Regions from separate parts of the Xenopus tropicalis genome. Here region 1 is linked to region 2. The links are chromatin contacts, called in public Hi-C maps. All regions are on one chromosome and are shown on one strand. The core of a region is the stretch at or near the end of the contact, and the rest is flanking DNA. Distances in the headings are between cores, read along the strand shown. Region 1 holds the start of commd1 (copper metabolism domain containing 1). Region 2 holds the start of otx1 (orthodenticle homeobox 1).

Region 1 (5,415 bases), core at 2,322-4,821, 520 kb after region 2:
GCCGATCAATATCTGGCCAATTTCAGGGCAGATATCGGTTGGCCAGGCCCCTCGGTTCTGCCCCTACACGGGCCGATAAGCTGCCGAATCGGTCCAAGGGACCGATATCGGCAGCTATAATCGGCCCGTGTATGGGGACCTTAAGCCTGGTCCTACCCCCCTCCCATTTACTATCTCTATTGATGGCACCCTCATCGATTTGGCACGTTGTTTGGGGGTGATCTTTGACTCCTGTCTCTCCTTCTCTGACCATATTAACATCACTGTCAAAACCTGTCACTTTTTCTGCTGCAACAGCTAGGCTGCTCATGCATGCTCTCATCCTATCCCGATTTGACTACTGTAACCTGCTACTAACCGGCATCCCTAACTCCCATCTTTCCCCCCCCTACAGTCTATATTAAACACTGCTGCCAGAATTCCCCTCCTCTCATCCAGGAGAGTTCAGGCCCTTCCCCTGCTAAAGTCCCTGCTCCCTATTAAACAAAGAATATCTTACAAACTCCTTCTCTTAACCTTCAAAGCCCTCCATTCCTCTGCTCCTCACTACATCTCTTCCCTTGTGTCTCCGTACGTTCCTGGCCGACTCCTTCGTTCCTCGCAGAGCAACCATTTGGTTGCGCCCCCCACTACTACTGCTGTTTCCCGCCTTAAACCTTTCTGCCTTGCTGCCCCTTACATTTGTAATGCCCTCCCTGATTTCCTCCGGAGAGAATCCTCCCCCAGTCTTTTTAAAACTAAACTAAAAGACAACCTTTTGGAGCACTCGCCCAGCACCTGATCTGGGAAATAGCACTTATATTGTAGTGTCACCCACTGTGACCTACAGCACTTATATTTGCCTATTTGTGTCTGTTAGTTACCCTTCCATATAGACTATAAGCTCTACGGGGCAGGGACCTCCATCCTCTTGTGTCTTTGACTCTTAACTTATTGCAACTGTATATTGTATTTATTGGTATTTATTGTTATACTTTGTATTTATCTATTATTATTATTTTAATAACCCCCTGTTTGTATTAATGTTTTCTACTGAACAGCGCTGCGTACATAAGTAGCGCTATAAAGATATACATACATACAGAATAACTTATATTTTTTACTAATCAGCTGTATATTATGAAATTTATATTCTATATATACAATATATTGTGAGTGGGTCCCTAGGCTCAGTAACTGACAGCAGCACAGAGCATGTGCAGGGAATCAGCAGAAAAGAAGATGGGGGGCTACTGGGGCATCTTTGGGGGCACAGATCTTCCCTGCTAAAGGGCTGCGATTGCCTTGGGCTAGTACAGAACCCCAAACATAATGTGCAATAGTTCGACTAGTGATGTGGGGGTCAGGTAGGTCACAAAAGGGGCAGGTAGGGTGCGCGCCTATAAATAAGAGAGCAGGAACCAGGTAGCTGGCAGTGTAAGGTCACGGGGAAGCAGAAGAGCTCAACTGAAACCCGACAACTACCCTAAAATGTTATGCAGAGGTCGGCCCGAACCCATCTGACCCATGGGCCAGCACGCACATCACTAATTTCTACCCTACTTCTTCACTTCTCCTTTAAGGGTGGATCTCCCCCTTCACTGCTTTGGGCTCCTCCCCAGGGTCATCAGCCCTACAGTTGATGAGTATGCTCCATATACTGGCCAATGAAAGATTCAAAAATATTGTGTATGGGTTTCAATATATATAAATATATAAAGATCTGTTGTGAAAGGGCAAGGACCATGGCTAAATTGCATATTTCTACAACAGGGATAAAAGACATGCTTTGCAGTATTAAGTACACATATAATGAGAGGTCTAGCATGACAAGTGAGCTTACACCTCATGGTTTCTAATATTAAATAAGACATGGATTTAGGTCCAACATGGTTCCAGCAACTATCTGTGTGCCTATAATGGCTATATATCACCTGGTAGGTGGACACCTTTTAAAATGTTACAAAAAAGAAATACATGTTTTCTTATTTTTTTTCATTTATAAAGCTCATTGGTTTGTTTTTTCCCTTGCTACATCCCCTACACATTTGTGATGTTTTGTCTTTGTACTAGAAATGTAGGAGAGGTGCCACCTTTTTGGGACAGGGGAGTAGGGGGGGCGTAACATTGGGGGGTGGGGCAATGATGTCACAGGGTGGGAAATGCACGGAATGGGCAGGGAAGCGTATAGGCGGGTCTGTACTCATAAGGAGAAATCCTTTAGCGGAGAGGGTCAGGAAAGGCTTAATTACATTGCCAGTAAGGTTGTAATTCTGGCCCCGGCCCTAGCAGGTGATTTACTGTGTTTTAAATTTGGGTTTTTAAAAAACAGTTTTTAAGAGATCTGGTATGAGTTGGCAGGCCGTCGTTGCTGCCCCTACACGGGCCGATAAGCTGCCAAACCGGTCTAAGGAACCAATATCGGCAGCTACAATTGGCCCGTGTATGGCCACCTTTAGGAAATGCCCCTTTATTAAATAATATATTAAATGCATTAAAATATGAATAGAAAGAAATAATACATTCATAAATTAAAATATTTATTAAATGTATTAATTACATATATGCAGCAGACAGTTTTGGAGCAGCAGTACACAAAACATATTTAAGAGAATCAAATTTTTCAAAACAGCACCAGCCCGGGGTAGCTGTAGCGAGCACTTCCTGCTTCGCTTTCCGGCAAATGCCAGGGGTCGGCGCGTGCGCAGTAGAGTGAAAAGCCGACTTTTGTGTTAAAGTTCCACTATTCACTCTACTGCGCATGCGCGCCCTAGCGAAGGAGGAAGCACTGCAGCTACCCCGGGATGGTGCTGTTTTCTCCTAACAGGGGCACCAGCCCGGGGTACAAAGTAAGCGATTAAAGTCACTTGGGGGTGCCTAACATTTTGACACCCCCAAGTGACTTTGCCTTTCCTTGTCCTTTAATAAAGGAGCCTGTATTACATGCACATTGGGTGGCAGCTTAGCTCCAAAAGAATGTCAGCATCTGACACTCGATATGGAACATGCGGCCCCTGATCCGATGGGAAAATCAATTCTGCCCAATTGAGATCCGGGCAATTTTAGGCCAGATGTTGGTCAGGTAGGCCAGTCGGGGATACCCACACACAGATAAGCTGCTGAATAGGTGTGAAGGTCTATGGCCACCTTTAGTCATATTCACTGAGAGGGAGGGGGTGCAAATCTGTTAACCACCCCTCACTGAGTGCACTGACTCTTCGCCCTGGGGCGGCACACTGAGCCAACACAATGGTACCCCCTCTGTATAGAATGTTCCTATCTGTAAATCCCAGTAGTTCCAAGGACCCCATACAGATTTTGGCACATAACACAAGGATGACATGGTTAGAAGCTTACACTATGCATAAGTACAGCCTAATGAGAACAACGCATTATTACCTTAACAAGACCTCTCATTTTCTCCAGCAAGGCCCTGAACTGATCTGCCGGTAAGTCCGGGTACAACTCACTCTTCAACAACTCCTCCGTGATCTCTGTGTTACCATAGTAACTACTCTGAGCGATGCCATTGAGCAGCCCTGTCAGACTCTTTGCGCCTTCTGCCTCTGCCATTGCCAGTTCCTACCCCGCAGTTCTGCAGCTGGCGGTCATGTGACTTTGGCATTCTTATCACGTGATGTTGCGGATGTCCTGATTGGCCAGTCTATTCAATTCCGCGCTTCTATGGGTTCATACGTATTGGGTAGAAGGTTTCTGTTATAAAGTACGTTCCATTATCCATACTCGGACTTAATCAGTGTTTGCAACGTAAATCCCATAAAGAAGCAGAGTGGACCTTATTGCTGACTATTAAACTATTAAATAAAATTCTTTGTTGGCAGACACACAGTGATGGGCCCCCTGTACTTGCTCACTAGGCACTTCTCTCTGTATGATCCAGTGACTGGAACTGGGGGGCACATTCATTAAAGTACAACAGGTCCAAGTACAAAAAAATCATATTTTTTCTCAAGTTTATAAATTTTGCATATTTTCTGCAATATTTTCGTTAATTTGCGTAACTTTTCCGCACTTTGAGACGATTTGTCCAACAAGATAGTATTTGTCGCGCCGATTACGAAAGTTTCGGATTCATTCAAGCTTCGGTATTCCTGTTTTGGCTATTCTTGCAACAAAAATTCTTTTGTGTGCACATTTTAAACTTGTCTGCAAGTTGTTGAAACTGTGCTTAGGTCAGAATAAATACATTTTGTGTTTTCACACAATATCTTTGTGCATACCACAATTTGTTGTGTGTGCTGGGTTAAAGATTTGTGTGCACATGCACTAGCACACTGCTTAGAGGGAATATCGGTAAATTGGCATTTATTTATTAGGGCCCCATTGTACTTGTTGGCAGGGTCCAAACATTTAGGGGAGCCAGATGACTGGTGGGCTAATAACCGGACCTCTGTAAAGGAAGGGTTCTTCTAACTTAATAGAACAGGACCTCCTATTTGAAAGATACAAAGCGTGTACGTCAAATACTGCAGAATTATGTGTGGGAAAGTTAATATAACCGAGCAACAATTAGGGGCACATTCATCAAAGTACAATTGAGTCCGAATACAAAAAATTTGTTTTAGAACTGTGCGTATTTTTTGTGATTTTTTTCCGTTAATTTGCACAACTTTTTCGGACTTTGCAACAATTTGCACGACAAAATCTGATTTGTCGCAACGAGTACGAAAGTTTCGGATTCATTCAAGCTTTGGTTGGAGCTGCAGAGTGCCACTGAGTCCTATGGGAGGCTTCCAAAATCATGCACTGAAGGATTAAAGTCAGAAAGGTTTTTGCTCCATTTATGATCGTTCGGATACGAAAATTTTCTGACTATCGCTTTCAATCCGAAAATTTTGGATCGTAAGTACGAAATTTTCATATTGAAATGGAAAGAATTTTCATGACATTTGCGATCATCAGAAATAATTGGATTTCATGATTCGGATTCGTACCTTAGTGAATCTGGCCCATAGAGTATAAACTTACAACATCAATAACATGATATAAGAATCCAGGCAGTTCAATATCATTTGGATCATTACAGTGATTATAAAGAGATAACAAAGAAATTTATCATAAATGCCCTATTGTATATTTTGACTCACATGTTTGATTCTGTCTTCTACCTCCAGTGGTGTGGAACCTCAATGGGTGCAAAATAATTTATTTAAAAGGTGCCTAATAGAGCCTGCACTCCAGTTGTGTGAAACAATTGTTTCTTTAAAAAAAGACTCCAGAAGGGAGCTCCTGGTGCGGATGGCCATGTTGGTTGGCGTACATGCACATAATAAGCGGATCTCCCTGCTTGCTTACTATGCATCTGACAATCATCTAGCTTTATATAGTGATACTAAAATGAAACAAGTGCTTGTTGTAAATTTGTTGAAAAGAGAGCCCCTTCTCTGGCTAGAATATTATTTCCCAGCGAGTTTA
Region 2 (5,391 bases), core at 1,415-3,914:
GTAATATATTATGGCAACCCAATGAAAGGCAGCAGTAACTGACTAAATAGGTTTCATTAGCATTAAGCAACACGGAGTATCTGTGTTTTTATTGAGAAGTACCTGCTTCTCGCACTCACTCTCCTCAGGCTCTAAATGGTAACAGCGCCCCTAGTGGCCGGATTAACACTGACTGGTAGGAATGAACGCAGGCGATTTTGCGCACCTTGGACTAACCAATCCGTGTAACACGATTGCTGCCTGTTGGGTGCCATGTCCCAAGGCCCTTTCCTTCTTTATCATTGTCACCCAGTCCCTATAAAGCCACTAAACTGCCCCTGGGTGCTGAGCAGTAGAAAGCCGTGTATGATGGGAGACTAGGGACTAGCAGAGATAAGGCGCAGTTCAGAAGTTGGCCCCATACCTGGACTCTAGATTCCGGCAGGTTGATCTTTAGTGCGACTTCTTCGCGCATGAATATGTCCGGGTAGCGAGTCTTGGCGAACAGGGCCTCCAGCACATCCAGCTGCGAGCGGGTAAAGGTGGTGCGCTCTCTGCGCTGCTTCCGCGGAGTTGCTGGGGGGACAGCGACACGGTCAGTCATTGGCCAATAGCAATTGTACCCACTGTCACCCTGTATAACAGCCCCAGCCGCCACCACTAACACCATTTTCTTGGGACCCTGACACACTGAGCCATACTAAATGTTATTTGGGGGGTGATCTTAAAATGCTGTTTCCCTTCATACCTGGCAGCTCAGGTTGCACCAACACCAAGCAAAGATTTGTTTTCTCTTATATATGGAATATTCCTGTATGCATTGTAATAATACCCCGTGTGTGCGTGTGTAAAATATTACTGTGTGTATTGTAATGCCAGTGTGTGTGTGTATTGTAATGCCAGTGTGTGTATTGCATTACCCCATGTGCCTGTATTAGATTACTGGTTATTTCATCCACTCACATACATACATGGCTGGGGGGTGAGGAAGGATTGTTTTGCCTTTATATTTACACAGGCTATCAAGGTTAAAGGAGGATGCAACTCATAAAATACATTTTTCCTAATTAAAAAGAAATGGCAATTCTAAATCAACATTCCAGTAAACATTGAAACTCTTCAGATTTCCTAATTAAAGCAATTACTATTTCTCTCTTCTATTCCCTTCCCGGTGGTTCTGACTTTTGAAACAATGTTAACACCAGCCAACTGGTAACACACCTGTGTAGAAACACGCACATTGTGCTACATTGTTTCAAGAGACACCAGCAAAACTACTTTCAATGGCAATTACATTTCCAAATAATAATTATAAAACAAAACAAAACAAAAAAAACAAAAAAAGAGGAAAAGAAACCAATGCGACTTTTTAACGAATTAATTTCGGAAAGTTTCGTGGGTATTTGTTTCTTTCCCATAAGGCAAAATATTTTTGGTTTGTACCCCGTTTAAATTTAGAAATACTCTGTCAAAAATAAATTCCTAATTGGATCTGATATAAGGAGCAAGAGAATTGGAGGGGGTCAATTCCCCACTATGTGACTGAGAATGTAGCTTCAATGTTCCCATTCCCTAATGGATTATATTCACACAGTTATAGAAATTGTGTATTTAAAATTTGTAATTGTATTTTTGCGGAGCCAGAGCAAAACGCATGTGTGAAAGTTAGTCCCCCCCCATTCTCTGGGTGCCGAACAAATAAATACGAGGTTTCCTTGCACCACTAATTGTTATAAATGTTTATACATATATGTATAAAATATTATATTTTATAAAATCGAATAGAATTTGCGCTGCACTTCTGGGCGAACCTACAGGGAATATTCCTGCCATACAGCTGGAAGTCTGTAGTGCAACTGCAGCCCGCAACCACTCACTGGCACAGGATTCCCAGCACATATGGGCAGAAAACGTTTAAACAGGATTGTGCGATAAAGGAAAGGTTTGGGTGTTTGTTATGCGACTGAGACCTCCCCAATCACATCAGAAAGTGCAGTTTCCCGAGGAGCACCCCCAGGCCTTTCCTTGTGTGGCCACTGACTTCTGATCCTCTTACAATTGCCTGGAAGCCAAAGCTTTAGCCAAAATTAAGTGACTCTTCCGCGGCCTTTAATTAGCACTGGGCCCTGGTGGCTCTATGGAATTAGCATTGCACTGTGGGGAAATCCCGGGTACAGGGTTGTGTCTCTTCAATAAACACATCGCCCTTCTATACACTTCTTGCCCACAACCAGACCCGTACCTGCCTCCCCAAGTACCCCGATCCTCATTATTTACTGTGCCAATACAAACAGCTGCTACTAAATATCTGCAACTCTTACTAGCCATATTTCCACATTTGTTACAATATGCCAGATAAAGCCTGTAACAAATATACAGTCTAACAATTAATACAGTTGTAACTAATATACAGTCGGTAACAAAATATGCGACTTTTAGCCAGTTACATATTGTTGTCTGTCGATTTTTGGGGGCTTACCTGGGTATCCCACAGACGGATGCAATAAGTCCATAGCAGGCCCCGTTAGCCCCAAGCCATTCATGCCATAGGGGGGCTGTTTGAGGTATGACATCATGCTCAAGGCTGGACAGAAACCCCCCAAAGTATCCACAAAGGCAACTCCTTCCCAATCCCCCGACGGGAGACACAATCGGGTTCTCTCTTTCCTTCCCCGCACCAGGAGACTCTGCCGGGTTCTGCAGTAACTAAAACAGGAGATAAATCAGACGATTTCCTTTTGGTTAATACATTTACACGATGAATACAGTAAGTATAAATAATTCAGTAAAAATCGCTCAGCGCCCCGAAAGCTGCACAATTTACAACTCCTTTTATTTCTCACTGTACCTCAGATTAAAGTGAATATTGCGCTTTATTAGTTAAAAGTTAATAAATCGCACATAGCGCAGAGCTGCAGAGAGAACAGGCACACAAACAGAAACCCGTGCACCCAATGGATCTCTGTAGTTTGGCTCTTCGGCTTATTCTCGGCATATACCTTGATGGACATTCACCTCTAACAATCGCCTTTATATAAAATCGCAGAAAGCGGCGGGACAACAGACTAAACCATAGGTGCTGCTGTAAAAGGAGTTTTCAGACAAAAGAAATAATACCGATCGGATGGGATATTATTCATTATAATTATCAGACTGACTAACAGCAAGGCCTACTTGTGCTCACTGTGCGCAGTTCTATTCAGTCAGATGCAGAATCGCAGGAAAAAAGAAGCACACAAAGGTGTGAGCTGCCAAACTGATCAATTCCCAGTGCTGATTGCAGCGACTCATTATACATATGCGCAATTTTATGAGATTTAAGGCGGCCTAATTTGTTTTGTAAGCAAACTTTATTTTTTTGCAGATGGGATCTATTGATAGGCTAATGAAGTTTCTTTCTGCACAAGCTGGCCAATCTACAATCCCCCCCCCCAGTTAGCGCTAATTAATGGAGATCCCTGTACAAATACCTCATTAACATAACTTACTTGCACTGTGCGGCCGGGCAGCCCCAGAATGGGGGTAACTAGGAGGCGGCTGGGGGGTCACTACAATAACGCTTTCCCAGGTATATTGTACAACTTAATGTGTGCCGGGGCAAGAGGAGTGTAATACACACACGTTTATATACTGACACACAAACTTCTATTTGAATTAAAGCCATAAGTGACACAAACAGGGAGACAAGTCGCAACCCGCTAATAACACACAGGAATGGGACCAGAAATAAGTTTAGAGAATTGAGTGGAACCCAAGTAGGATAGAGTGCGCCACTTTGCGCCCAGTCACCTGGCCGCTGCCTCTGTACATCCCTGTGAGGTTGGCCGGGGGGGAGCCACAGGACTGGCCGGGGGGGAGCCACAGGACTGGCCGGGGGGGAGCCACAGGACTGGCCGGGGGGGAGCCACAGGACTGGCCGGGGGGGAGCCACAGGACTGGCCGGGGGGGAGCCACAGGACTGGCCGGGGGGGAGCCACAGGACAAGCAAGTGGAGGGCAGAGTTCGGCAGTGCCTGTCAGGCTGGTGCCAGCAGGGTTGGGTTCGGCCCATGGGGATGGGTTCTGGCAGCGCTGAGGTGCAGTTGTATAATCCCGGGAAGGAGGAGGAGACGGAAAACAAACAAACTTTGCAGGGGGAAGAGAGAACGATCCGCACAGCAAACTGCACATCCCACGATCTGATACAATTTAGGGGGAGAGTCAGGCCTCAGCCCAACGCTCAGCTCAGGCAAAGGCAAGAGTGGGAGCTGCCAGGCCGCCTGCCTTTATACACTCCCTGGCCCACAACCAGTCACAACCTGGGATTGATTAGATAAAATCCTTCTCAGAGGCACTTACAGAATCAGTCAAATTCTCCATTGCAGTAAAACTCTAAGCAGGGAAAGGGGCTGCTGGGAGCTGTAGGGAGAGGGGCTGCTGGGAGCTGTAGGGAAAGGGGCTGCTGGGAGCTGTAGGGAGAGGGGCTGCTGGGAGCTGTAGGGAGAGGGGCTGCTGGGAGCTGTAGGGAAAGGGGCTGCTGGGAGCTGTAGGGAAAGGGGCTGCTGGGAGCTGTAGGGAAAGGGGCTGCTGGGAGCTGTAGGGAAAGGCTCACTGGCGGCGCAGGTTGCGCTCCCACCCAGATGCCAAACTAAGTGAAGTTCTGGTGCCAAAAGGGCAGAGTAAAGGGTGAGGATTTGAGTGCAACGGGAGCCCAGCCCAGGGAAATGGGGATAAATCAAGTGATTTACCTGTCGGAAGAGTCGCACTGTCGCGCCGGGCGCTTTAGCTGATTGGAAATGAGAACTGATGAAGATTGATCACCCTTCTCTGGCCCTACCCCTTGTAAGTGAGCGATGGGCGGCTACGTAAGCGAACTCCCCGGCCAATCCGGCGCTGAGCATTGAAAGACCGACACGCTTCGTAGCCAATAACAAGGCAGACGAAGAGTTTTCTAACTCACGCCCCTTTGCCTTGCAGAGAACAAGCCCAGGCTCCTGGCTCTGAGCGGAGGGAAGAGCAGTGACACAGAGTAAAGCGGAGAGTGTTTGTTATTAGTACATAGATAAGAATTAACCAAACAAATCCCAGGCGCAAACTCTCTGCTGCTCTTCCTATCCAATTTATAATGATACTAATATTAATAACAGAAATCATGTGATGCTGATAACTTTTCCAGCTCTTTTGCCCCTATGCCCATAGCAAGAAGGTGTCGGGGTAGAAAGGGAACGTTTTTATGGCGATATTTTAAAGTTTGAAAATAATATATTTCATGCTAGAATTGATTTATGAGACGAATCTGAATTTCCTACTTGCTGTATTCTTGCTATTCCTTATCTGCTGGAAAACAAGGTTATTGGAGGCAAATGATTCTTGTTGTAAGTAATATGATTCGATCATTCCTGCGCCTGGTAATTGGGCAGATTTCTACATAAAA

Evidence for each region. A called contact is a pair of places that touch in the nucleus more often than the background predicts.
Region 1: a Hi-C map of neurula embryo shows a contact between it and region 2, with 2.0 times the contacts expected there. The contact joins the promoter of commd1 here to the promoter of otx1 in region 2. A contact is called at or near these places in 2 of 5 Hi-C or Micro-C datasets (brain and neurula embryo).

What each region holds. Positions count from the first base shown.
Region 1 is chr5:33,437,061-33,442,475 of UCB_Xtro_10.0, forward strand. commd1 (copper metabolism domain containing 1) reads right to left here and starts at 3,572. Exons shown (of 3, transcript NM_001122721.1): 1 at 3,379-3,572. The coding sequence starts at 3,552.
Region 2 is chr5:32,914,593-32,919,983 of UCB_Xtro_10.0, forward strand. It overlaps otx1 (orthodenticle homeobox 1), which reads right to left and starts at 2,665. Exons shown (of 3, transcript NM_203885.1): 1 at 2,459-2,665; 2 at 404-555. The coding sequence starts at 2,555.